Linked DNA regions of Mus musculus: regions 1, 2 and 4 are each linked to region 3. A link is a contact called in public Hi-C data. All regions are on one chromosome and are shown on one strand. The core of a region is the stretch at or near the end of the contact, and the rest is flanking DNA. Distances in the headings are between cores, read along the strand shown. Region 1 overlaps Gm38899 (a long non-coding RNA gene). Region 2 holds the start of Ptms (parathymosin). Region 3 holds the start of Cd9 (CD9 antigen). Region 4 holds the start of Lpcat3 (lysophosphatidylcholine acyltransferase 3).

Region 1 (2,700 bases), core at 162-2,661, 990 kb after region 3:
TGCTGGTGACAGTAGCGAGCTGCGCCTGAAGGTCATGTTGTTATTGTATCTCTATCTTCAGGTTTCCCATTCAGCTACTGGTGTGGTGAGGGCAGACATATGCAGACAAACAAATGATGCTCTCAGCCTCCAGTCGTGACCATACCAATAGACAGTGTTCCTGTGTACTGGCCATTACACCAAGACTGTCACATTACTCTTTTACACCTTCCAACCAACCCATGGGGCCATGATTCACCCCAACTTTCTGATGAGAGAACTGTGCTTCAGAGAGGGTAAGATGTTTGCCTTGAATTTACCTTGAATTGGGAAGCTTAGAAAGCCCTCATACATCCCAAAGTGCATAGGACAAGGAATCCCACAAAATAATAGCAGCCAACAGAACAAGCCTCTTGTGAATAATAAGACTGAGAAACTCGGGGGACACATATTTGGAAGTTGAAGGAGAGGAGAGAGTCCCATAGGTTGATGCACAGATGGAGGGCTCCCTGTGCAAAGCTGTGGAACAGGAGGGACAGGCAGGCATGGTTTCCCAGGTGAGCAGAGAGGGGAAGACACAAGGAAAGATGCAGGTGTAGGTGTGTGTGTGTGTGTGTGTGTGTGTGTGTGTGTGTGTGTGTGTGTGTGTGTGAAGCAGGAGCCTCGTGAGTGGAAAACTGAGTAGAGGCAATGTTTCATTCTTCTCCTTTTATTCTACTGCCTCTGTGGCCTGATTTCCAGAGACTTCTAAGTTACTGCGATGAGCATATGGTGGGAAACACATAAAACACTTGCTGTTGGGCTAGAGGTAGAACATGTGACCTCCAGAAACTTTAGACTTTACCAGCAAGGCTGCTTGCCCTTGGCGCTCATCTACCTACATACGATGGGGAAAGTTGCCAAGGTGGCATTTGAGACCCATATGTCAGAGGGACTAAAGGGCATGGTCTATCATTACACTCAGCACATAGTGAGTGGCCTTATATCCCTGGAGTGCTCCATGACACAGGACATACTTCTGTCACATTTTGATGGCTTGGTCGTCATGTGATGTCTCCTCACTGCTCCGGGCTGTGTTCCTGTTTAGGATACTATAGAACATACGCTGCCTCTAAGGAATCCGAAGTCAGAGACTGAATTTGGGGGGGGGGGGGGCTGCATGCTCTATGATGCACAGGTGGCAGACATCTCCCTCTGCTCCCCCTGGCTGTGAAGCAGTGGCTATGCTGGTGAAGAGGAAGGGGAAGACACGATGGCTTGTGCTTCTCAGCGACCCCCACCACCCCTCCCCCCCCACACACACACACCAAGCCTCCCTACTGGGCACTCATGAAGATGCCCTCTGCAGGCAGCCAGGGGAGTGCCTCTCCCTGCACACTCCACTTTTACTCACCCTGTGCCACACGCAAGTTCTCAAGCAGGAAAGGTCAAACCACAGCCTCTCCCTTGCTTTCTTTGTCCCTGTGGCTCTATTTTTAGTTTAGGAGAGACCCTGTCCTCTGACTCATGGTCTCACTGACAAATATGCCCTTAACAGAGCAAGCGAAATGAAGGGGTCATTCTCATGTCATGCTCCTGTGAGTCAAAGAGGCCCTTGTGACTGGGCCCTTTTGGCTATTTAACACTAAGCTCTCTCTAAAACCATATTCTCTGCAGGCCAAATCACTAGGGCCAAATAATAACCACACACACAAACATACACACACAACACACACACTCACACACACACACTCATATGTACACACTTATACACAAATACACAAAAACAAACACAGCCATACACAAAACACATACACACTCATACATACTCACACACACACACACACACACACAGACTCATATACATACACACACACACACAGACTCATATACATACAGATACTCATACACACATACCACACCACATAGTGTATCACATACATAATGCAATACAACACACATATATACCACAATTTACATACATACCATACATACAAACACAACACATACATAACATATGGCACATACATCAAAAACTAAAAGTATTTTATTAAGCCTACATGACTCTCCTGGGGAAGAATTCCCATGGTGGAGGTGTCCAGAGAGAATAGAGAGTCAGAGAAAACGAAGATGAACTGCTGGCCTCAGCTCTCATACCTTCACTACAGAATCCACGGAAGCTGAAGGTTACTTGCACCTCTTGAGAACAAATGGTGGCCTCCTTCCAAGTTTTGAGGTTGGCTGGTTCCAGGCCTAGGTCTGAACCTGTCCTTGCTAGCCTCAGATTTAATCTTATCCCATTGATCCCTGTTTCCTTCTCGTCAGCCTTTTGCTCACTGGTCCCTCTGTAAGGAATAGAAGTTCAGGCCAGTGAGGGCTTGGTCCACAGAAGGACACTGTTGAGAAGAGGAAACCTGAAGTAGGAAGGGAGTATCTAATGGGAGCTCTTCTAACATCAGTGGGAAGTTTACCTCAAATATAGTCACACATCCCTGGATTCTTCTTTGCCTTACATCTGATTTGGGGTGAGAATCTCTAAAAACACGAGCTTCAGGAAGCCCTTTGTCTTTGTAAGTTAATTATCATGTGTATCTTGTTATGGTATCAGAAAGCTGATTAATGATAAAATAACATCTCACTTGCCTATTTACCTATATCTTTTTATTTTTATTTTTTATTTTTATTTTATTTTTTTGTATTTGGTTGTTTATTTATTTATTTATTTGGTTTTTCGAAACAGGG
Region 2 (2,700 bases), core at 92-2,591, 580 kb before region 3:
GGCCACACAGGCACACCTTATCAGATCTCACATGTCCCCTCTTCCCACTGCCTTTCATCCTATCAGCTCCCTCCTTCCACTTGGACCTCGAGAACTATACTGCGCCCCCCCCCCCAAAAAAAAAAGACTGGGCTCCCAGCCCCCAAGCCTGGCCGCATTAATTTCCCTAAGCGGCACTCCGCAGTTTCCCTGGGGAAATTAGAGGAAGGCTGAAAGAGAGACAAGGGCAAAGGGATGAGGCCGGGAAAGGCAGCTGCTGAGAGCAAAGATAGCTTGACGTATGGTCAGGCGATGCTGAGCTCCAGCTTTTTCGAAGGCTCGTTTCTCCGTCTTTCTGATTTTTAGAAATTCAACATGAGGGGAGGCGATAATGGAAAAAAAATGGAAATCGGTAGTAGAGGAAGAACAAATGAAGATGGGCAAAAAATTTTTTTAAAAATTAAAAAGGGGGGGTGGAGAGGAGCAGCCCTTCAGGGACGAGGACAGACGGTCGGGCGGCAAGGGGAGGAGCCGAGGAGTAGCCTCCCGGGAGAGTCCTGTTTACACTTGAGGATCCCAAACCGCTTAGCAGAGGAAAGGTGAGGTCATAGTGGCAAGAGACCTGGGGGCTCGGCTCGGACATGGGGCCCGGGAAGCTAGAGGCGCCGCTCTCCGACGAGAAGGCGGACCGGGCAGAGGCGGGCGCGGCAGGCAGGGCACGAGAGGGGTGGGGATGGCGGGGCCGGGCGCAGGCCGGGCGGTGAGGCCCGAGCCACGGCGCGCTGGGCCGCTAGAGGGCGCCGGTGGTGCCGAGCGGGATAGGCAGCGCCGGGCTCCGAGCGGGGGGAGGGCGCAGCGGGGTCCGCGGGGACCGGGCGCCAGGGCCGCTCGGGGCCGTCGGGGGCGACCGGGCGCGAAGGACCGCGCCGATCCCGGGGCCGCCCGGGTGCCGCGCCGCCGCCGCCCCTGCCCGTACCTTGGCACTCAGCTCGGCCGCTGCCTCCACGCTCTTCTCCGACATGGTGCCGGGGCCGGGGCTGGCAGGGAGCCGGGGTCCCGGGGCCGAGGCGGAGGAGCCCTGGACGGCGGAGGGTGGCCGCGGCCGGAACTTGGCGCGGTGGCGGCGGCGGCAGCGGCAGCGACGGCCGCTCGGCAAGCTGGCTCGCTGCAAGAGGCGGCAGAGGCGCGCGGGGTGGGGCGGGGGTGGGTCCCGAGCAGAGACCCGCAGGGCTGCGGCCGTCCGGAGGGCGGGCGGGCGGGCAGGCGGGAGGACGATGCGGGCGGTGGCCGGCGCGCTCCGGTCGCGGTCGCTCGGTCTTGCTCGCCGCCCCCGCACCAGCAGAGCTGCCGCCGACCAGCCGCTGCCGCCCCCGGGAAGGGAACCCGCTTTTAAGGCGGCGCTGCCCGACGGGAGGGGCTTCCCAGGGGTGGGGCAGGCGAGAGCGGGGAGGAGAGGAGAGGGGAGGGGGATGAAAGAGGAGGTTGGAGAGGTGGGGATAGGAGGATGAAAGCGAAGGGCGGGAGAGCGAGCGGGACAGGAGGAAGGACGAGACCGGGCGGGGGAATGGAGAGACTGACGGTTCGGGAGCGAGCGGAGTGGGGCGAGGAGGTGGGAAGGGGTGGGGTTCCTGCGGGGAGACACCGCTCCAAATGCCAGCCTACTGCCTGCAAGCTGGAGTCTGGCTCCTGGGGGCGGACTGGCCAGACTCCTGCTGACCTCCTCCTTTTAGCCCTGGGATTTTGCTAAAGTGGGGGTGCAGGGAGTGGGGCTGTAGATGTAGAGGCTGGGCAGGTATTTGAGAAACCAAAAGCTGAAAGGAGAGGAAGAAGGCTGCAGAGCCACTTCCATTTCTCGCTCCTGTCCGCCTTCTCTAGGTGGCCTTGAGGAGGAAAGTGAGAGTACAAAGGACAGCCTGGGCCTCTCGGCTGGACTTGACATTTGTGGTCCTTGTCGGGTTCCTTCCAGTCTGTTTCGGGGGATGTGAGGGGCCCTCTGATGTTCTCGTCTGCCTCTTTATTCTTCTCTCCTCTTACCTGTCTCACCTCACTTAATTGCCTGGTTCTTGTGTTTCTCTTCACCTCTTCATTCATATAGACCGAGACCCCTCCCTTACAACCATCTACATCTCTTATGTCTCAATTTACTTTGCTCCAGATAACACTGTTTTCTTACCTGATTATCACCTGGCCCTATAAACTTAGCTAATTTTCAACTCTTTCCGATTGTCCTTGTACATTTTCCCTCTCGTAGCTCTTCTCTGTCTTCCCCCCAGTCTTTCTGAATTCAATTGTCCTTTGCACACACGGGCCCAGATACGGGGTTCCTTGTCCTCAGCGCCTCACCCCTAGGTTCAGAATCTTTAGATAATTTTTTGAGAACCCTAAGATTCAGAAAGAGACGGGCTGGCCTGTCAGTCTGAGGCCCGAACGGTGGATGAAGAAGAAGGCTGGGCTTTGGGAAAAGATTGTCTTTGGGGTGTGTGTGTGTGTGTGTGTGTGTGTGTGTGTGTGTGTGTGTGTGTGATCTGTCATTATTACCCCTCACCTTTTCCTAATCATTTTTATTTCCTTAATAAAAAACATCACCTTTAGCCAGATGACCTATTCAGCACTTGGGAAGCTGAGGCAGGAGGATTGCCATTAGTTTGAGGGCATCCTGAGCAATACATCTTGCCCCTTCCCGACCCCCCCCCCCAATTAGAAAAAAAGGGAAGCCATTGT
Region 3 (2,700 bases), core at 164-2,663:
CAAGCAGGGAATGTCCTCTGACATCCTCTTAAGTTGTATGGGTGTGGTGGCTCCTAGAAACCCAGGGCAGTCTCTGCAGGTTGTGCAACACTTCCAAGCAACCCTGGAGAGTATTAAACCTTACAGTTGCTGGAAGATGGTGAGCATCCCGGTGGCCAGCTCCAAAGGGAATAGTGGACTTTTTAGTTGTTGTTGTTCAAAGTCTCTGGTGGCACAGGAGTTGCCTAGTTAAGCTCTTTCCTGATTGCCTGGGAGCAAATTCCGTCCATTTGTGTTTGGGAGTGTGCCCTCTCAGAATCAGGACAAAAGGGTCTTCCGTGTATTTCCTTGCTTCTGTCCCTGAGTTTTGGGAGAGTGGACACTCTCTTGTTGCCCTACCCAGAGGCCCATCTGTAGAGTCTACTAGCACCTGCCTCTGGACCCTCTGCAGGTGAACGGCCATTCCCCTTGGCCCCACCTGGACATTTTTAGAGCGAGGCTTCAAGCCCGCAGTACCTGATTACCTGGGAAATGCAGAAACACCGGATTTATCCCATCTAGAGGCGCCAATAGGCACCTTCCCCGCCTTCTTTTCTCTTAACTCTCCCAGAGTTCTCTACAGCCAAGATAGTTATCGCTCTTGAAAAAGAATCAAGACAATCTAGTCTTTCAGGTAGCTTAGAGAGAGGCATGGACGTTTTCAGTTGAGAGTTCAGGTCCTAAACAAGGAATGTCCGACCTCCAGGTGCAGGGAAGACTCCCCACACCCACTTCCTCTCCCTCCGTAGCACCCCTTGTCACTTGTGGGACCACCGAAGTGGGAGACGCTCGACTGCCCTGCTGGCAAGGAGCCTTGCGGGCCGGGGAGGGCATCGAGTTACTCGAAAAGGTTGCTCCGCTCCTCCCTCACTCCTCTCTCACACTCGGGGGTGCTCCGGGTGGGAGCAGGCACAGAGCCCATCTCAAATACTCGGCGGTAGAAGGACCCGGGAGCGAAGTGCACAGCCGGAGCCACCAGGACCCTCGGCTCTCCCACCCACTTGCTCCTCCCGCCCACCTGCCAGTCCCGCCTGGCCAGCTGGCAGCCGCTGCGCCTTTCTCTACTCGCCCGGAGTCCGCCTGGCGCGCGCAGTACCAGCGGCTCCCGGCGCTCTCGGCCGCCGGGACACTCTCCGCCCCGGACGCCGTCTCGGGCCTGAGAACAGGTGGCCTCGGAGAGGAGCGCGCCGACAGTCGCCTCTCACTCACCCAGAAGATGAAGTTAAATCCGAAGAGCAGGTATTTGATGCACTTGCTACCTCCTTTGACCGGCATGGTACAAGCTGGAGTTGCGTGGGACAAGAGGCACGAACGACTGGGACAGAAGGGACTCGACAACCGACTGAGACACGCTGCGGCTAGGGGCTGGCCTGAGGCTCCACTTTTAAAAAGTGCCACTCCTTACGGCGCTCGGCCAGCTGCTATGCGCATGTGCGGAGGGATGCCGACCCCGCCCCCCGGCCCACCTGCCCCGCCCATGCTCTAATCCCCTCCCCAGACCCAGGTTCTGGGACTTCGGTTTCACCCTCAGTGCAGAGCTCTCTCTGCACCTAACTTTTGCCGTCTGGTTTCTAAGATCCTCTTTCCCTCCATCTTCCTTCTTCCCACCGTCTCGGGGTCTTTCCGGACCTCCGTACCCGACTTCTTTTACGGGGAGTTAAGTGCCGGCCTCGCCTTTCCCGTTCATCCTAGTTCATCCTGGGCTCTGCATAAGAGCTCACGTTGGAAGACCCCCAAGGGCCATGTAATCTTAAGAACCTTTTCAGATTCCCGAGGCAAGTCTGCGAGCCCCTATTTGCCTGGCTTGCGTTCTCTCTGACACCTCCTTGTAAACCTTTCTGGACTGAACGCACTTAGTTGAGCACGGTGGCCGCTAGAATGTTCTAGGTGCTAATCTGAGCAGTTCTACTTTGCTCAGAAACTTTCTACGTTCAGAGACTTGAGTTGAAACCCTTCTTCATCCTGTATTTACTCCGTTCATTCCCTGCCACACCTGATGCCACACCCCTACTCTGCTGCGCCTCCATGCCTGCAGGGGTGTATGCTGGCCGCCCTGCCTCCTTGTGAAAATTCTATTGTGCTTTATTATTTTTTTTATTTAAATCTATTATTATTTTGAGACAGAGTCTTACTATGCTGTCCTATCTGGCTTGGAACGCCCTGTGTAAACCAGGCTGGCCTTGAACTCATAAAGATCTGTCTGCCTCTGCTGGGATGTGCCAATACGCCCAGCGATTTCATTTCTTTTGAAGTAGGATTTAGCCGTTTGTAGACCTACTGACCCGGAATTTGCTTATGTAGCTCAGGCTATCTTCAACTCCAGTCCTCCTGCCAGAGCGGTTCAGGCCACCACGTCCTGCTCTGTGACTCTCTAAATTCTTTCTTGATTTTTTCAACAGGGTGAAGAGGCCCTTCTCAATATCCTTTACAGTTTTCTCTTCCTCACCCCTGCAGGAAGTTTCCTTAGCATTCTTCATTGCAAAAGCAAACCGTACTTATTACAGAAACATCAGAAAATATCAGAAAGCAAAAAGAATGTGAGTTAAAATTTTTTTTCCTGGGTTAAAGTACGTTGGAGGCCAACGCCACAGGAGACCCGGTCCCCAAAAACAAAAAATAAAAACAAGAAACTTTTTCACATAGCAAACCCAGCTCTGTTAGCATAGCACAGCTCTTGTTTTA
Region 4 (2,700 bases), core at 87-2,586, 830 kb before region 3:
AGAGATAGCTCAGCGCGTTACAGCACTTGCCAGCACTGAGTTCAATCGTCAAAATCCACATGGCAAAAGACAGAGCAGTCTCCTGAAAGTTGTCTTCTGGCCTTCATGTGTGTTCTGTGGCAAAAACTAGCCCTTCCTCCAACATACCCCAATATATACACAAATAAATGTAAAAAAAAATGCCTTTAAGTATAAATAAAAGGACATATGAAAAGGCAGGAGACATAGCTCAGTGGTCCAATGCTTCCTTAGCACACGTAAAGCCTACGTTCAATTTCCCAGTAAAAAAAAAAAGGGGGGGGGGGGGCTGGAAAAAAGTATAAAATGCCATGGAAGTGTAAGCCATAGCTGAACTTTTTAGGACAAGAACTTGTGAACCCCTTTGTTACACACCCCATACACTGTCACTTTCCCTGGGGTCAATCAGTGGGAAGTGACACTGCATAGGAGGAAAGGGCTCCTATTTTGCTTCATGCCTCTAGTGCTTGAACTTTCATCAGGAACATACATTACTTAAGCCGTGACAAAACTAGCCTAACTGTTAATTAAAGCGGCAAGTGTTAAGTAGGCTCTTTTTAATATAAATAGGCAGATCCTAATTTCATTGCCTCCGGAGAGAAGGTCCGTTTTACTATAGAAAGGGAACTCTGCATAAGGACTAGGGTTGTAGCTCCGGCAGGAGAGCGTGCACGCGGCACCGGTTCGAGTCCCAGTACTTGAACAACCGAAAAGGACCTGCATCGGGAAGAGCTACGTAGCATTAAAGGGTGTTCTTGGGCCCCTGGGCTCCCCCAGAGCCTTCAGGAAAGGGCTGGGAATGCAGGACCCTCGCTCTCCCCCCCTCCCCCGCCCCCGAGGAGACACCGTTAGGGGGCGCTCGTGGGGTGACAGCAGACATTCGCTCCGCTCCGTTACATGCCCCAGTAACCCCAGCGCCGGCGACCGAGAGTAACCTCGCGGTCTGGTGACGCCCCCGCCCCCCCCCGCCCCCCCCCCGCCCCGACTCTCGCCTGCTCCTGTCTCAACCAATGGGAAGGCAGCGAGCAAGCCGGCCGGACACCCGTCCGACCCACTCCTGCCCGGAGCCGTCCGGACCGAGTTGTACTGTCACCTCGCCTCGCGCTCCCGCCTGCTCCAATAGCAGCTGGGTCGCGATCGCAAGCCCCGCCCCGCCCCGCCGGCCCGGCCCGTTTCCCTTCCTCACGGGAGTCACCTTTGCCTTACAAACGCTCGGCCCCGCCCTCTTCCTACCTTGCTGCGCTCGGCCCCGCCCCCGGCTGGCTCGACCAATAATCGGGTGGGTCTAGAGGCTCTGGGCGGGCCCGCAGCCAATGCGCACGCCGTGGGCGGGCCCCCGGCCGGAATTGGGGGTGAAGCCACCGCGTTCTGCCCACATTCGGGGCGCGGAGCTGGGGGTCCCCGGGGGGCGCCCGCAGTTAAGATGGCGTCTACAGCGGACGGGGACATGGGAGAGACGCTGGAGCAGATGCGGGGGCTGTGGCCGGGTGTCGAGGATCTGAGCCTTAACAAGTTGGCGACGTCTCTGGGCGCGTCGGAACAGGCGCTGCGGCTCATCTTCTCCATCTTCCTGGGTAAGGACCCTCCTGCCTGCCTCTGCCCCCTCGTGGAGTCCCAAGGAAATGGGCAGAATGGGGTCTGGGGACAGGACCTGTCTGTCTGCCCCGAACCTGGGACCCAGGAGGGCTTGGGGGTGCGGGTCATCAAGCACACCAGCCAGCTATCGAAGGGAAGACAAGTCTGGTCTCAAGTCTGGGGGCCCGTACCCTCTGAACCTCTTCCCATTTTCTTTGGCCCATACTGTGCCCTTTGGCTCCTCAGTCACCTCCCGCCTTGTCATCGATATGCCGGACTGTGCCCTTGCGACCTATGTCTGTCTGTGGCTCTCAAGAGTTCGACTGTGGCCATGAGTACTACTTATTTGTTATTAACAGCTCCCATCATGCGCTCTCCTTACGAGAGGCATAGGCCCTCGAACTTAAGATATTTTAGCCCTACGGGCCTCCTCTGCCCGATTATTTCATACTATGTCTTCTCGGTCTATTTTGTGTATTGCCAACGTATAGTGTACTTTCATCTCTTTTCTGTCCACTTTCTAGTATTTTCTTGTACCATATTGCTTTCCCCCTTAGCCGCCCACCTGTCATTTACTCTGGAATACATTCTTACACTGGGCTTGGGAAACAGCACTATTAACAACCTTAAAAACTCCATGCTTGTTCCAAGGGACTATTATTCATATGGTTCAAAGGATGTGATGTACCTGAATTTATGTCGCAACAAGCTGTGTTATATATTATATATATATTTTATAGTCTTTTAAAAACCGCACTCTTCGAGGTTTTTTAATACATGAGGTAACGTGGTATGATGGAAAAAGTGTGGACTTTGAAGTTAAAGGAGTCCCACTCTTTACCGTTTGTGAGTAGCAACCACTCTTGTCGCTACTCACAAACGGTAAGACCCCCCAGGCAAGCCATTTAACTGCTCCGCATCTAATTCTCTTATGAGATGAAGACAGCCGTGCTTAGCATTGGATCGCTGTAAAGTCCGGTAAGAATTCTTAGGTCAAGATCAGTGATCAGAGACTCGATTCAGTAGGTTTTTAAGTCCTTGGAACTTTTGGGGAAGGCTGCATAACTTTAACCTGAGAGAGGCGTAAGTAGAGGGTTAACTGTAGGA

What was found. A called contact is a pair of places that touch in the nucleus more often than the background predicts.
Region 1: a Hi-C map of muscle stem cells shows a contact between it and region 3, with 3 times the contacts expected there. The contact joins the enhancer-like site here to the promoter of Cd9 in region 3. A contact is called at or near these places in 3 of 39 promoter capture datasets (embryonic stem cells, frontonasal cranial neural crest and hippocampal neurons), 2 of 484 Hi-C or Micro-C datasets (embryonic stem cells and muscle stem cells), 3 of 115 datasets of contacts at active chromatin or transcription factors (astrocytes, embryonic stem cells and forebrain) and 1 of 9 other capture datasets (embryonic stem cells).
Region 2: a contact with region 3 is called in a Hi-C map of uterus, with 4 times the contacts expected there. The contact joins the promoter of Ptms here to the promoter of Cd9 in region 3. A contact is called at or near these places in 1 of 484 Hi-C or Micro-C datasets (uterus) and 1 of 115 datasets of contacts at active chromatin or transcription factors (pancreatic cancer cells).
Region 4: a Hi-C map of B cells shows a contact between it and region 3, with 5 read pairs. The contact joins the promoter of Lpcat3 here to the promoter of Cd9 in region 3. A contact is called at or near these places in 2 of 484 Hi-C or Micro-C datasets (B cells and CD4 T cells) and 1 of 115 datasets of contacts at active chromatin or transcription factors (pancreatic cancer cells).

The regions. Positions count from the first base shown.
Region 1 is chr6:126,483,665-126,486,364 of GRCm38.p6, forward strand. Gm38899 (a long non-coding RNA gene) reads right to left here. Exons shown (of 5, transcript XR_869437.2): 5 at 2,605-2,700. Among named protein-coding and RNA genes, the nearest start is that of Gm38899, 30 kb to the right of the region's middle. Within about 2 kb of position 1,412, at least 26 of the 459 cell types and tissues checked have an H3K27ac peak or open chromatin away from gene starts, as enhancers often do. A contact at or near this core is called in muscle stem cells, where this site is marked.
Region 2 is chr6:124,916,605-124,919,304 of GRCm38.p6, forward strand. Ptms (parathymosin) reads right to left here and starts at 1,342. Exons shown (of 5, transcript NM_026988.2): 1 at 956-1,342. The coding sequence starts at 1,000. It overlaps A230083G16Rik (RIKEN cDNA A230083G16 gene), which reads left to right and starts at 259. Exons shown (of 2, transcript NR_152158.1): 1 at 259-578.
Region 3 is chr6:125,493,347-125,496,046 of GRCm38.p6, forward strand. It overlaps Cd9 (CD9 antigen), which reads right to left and starts at 1,414. Exons shown (of 8, transcript NM_007657.4): 1 at 1,228-1,414. The coding sequence starts at 1,293. Gm26728 (a long non-coding RNA gene) reads left to right here and starts at 87. Exons shown (of 6, transcript XR_869432.2): 1 at 87-139; 2 at 2,418-2,555.
Region 4 is chr6:124,661,768-124,664,467 of GRCm38.p6, forward strand. It overlaps Lpcat3 (lysophosphatidylcholine acyltransferase 3), which reads left to right and starts at 1,337. Exons shown (of 13, transcript NM_145130.2): 1 at 1,337-1,592. The coding sequence starts at 1,442.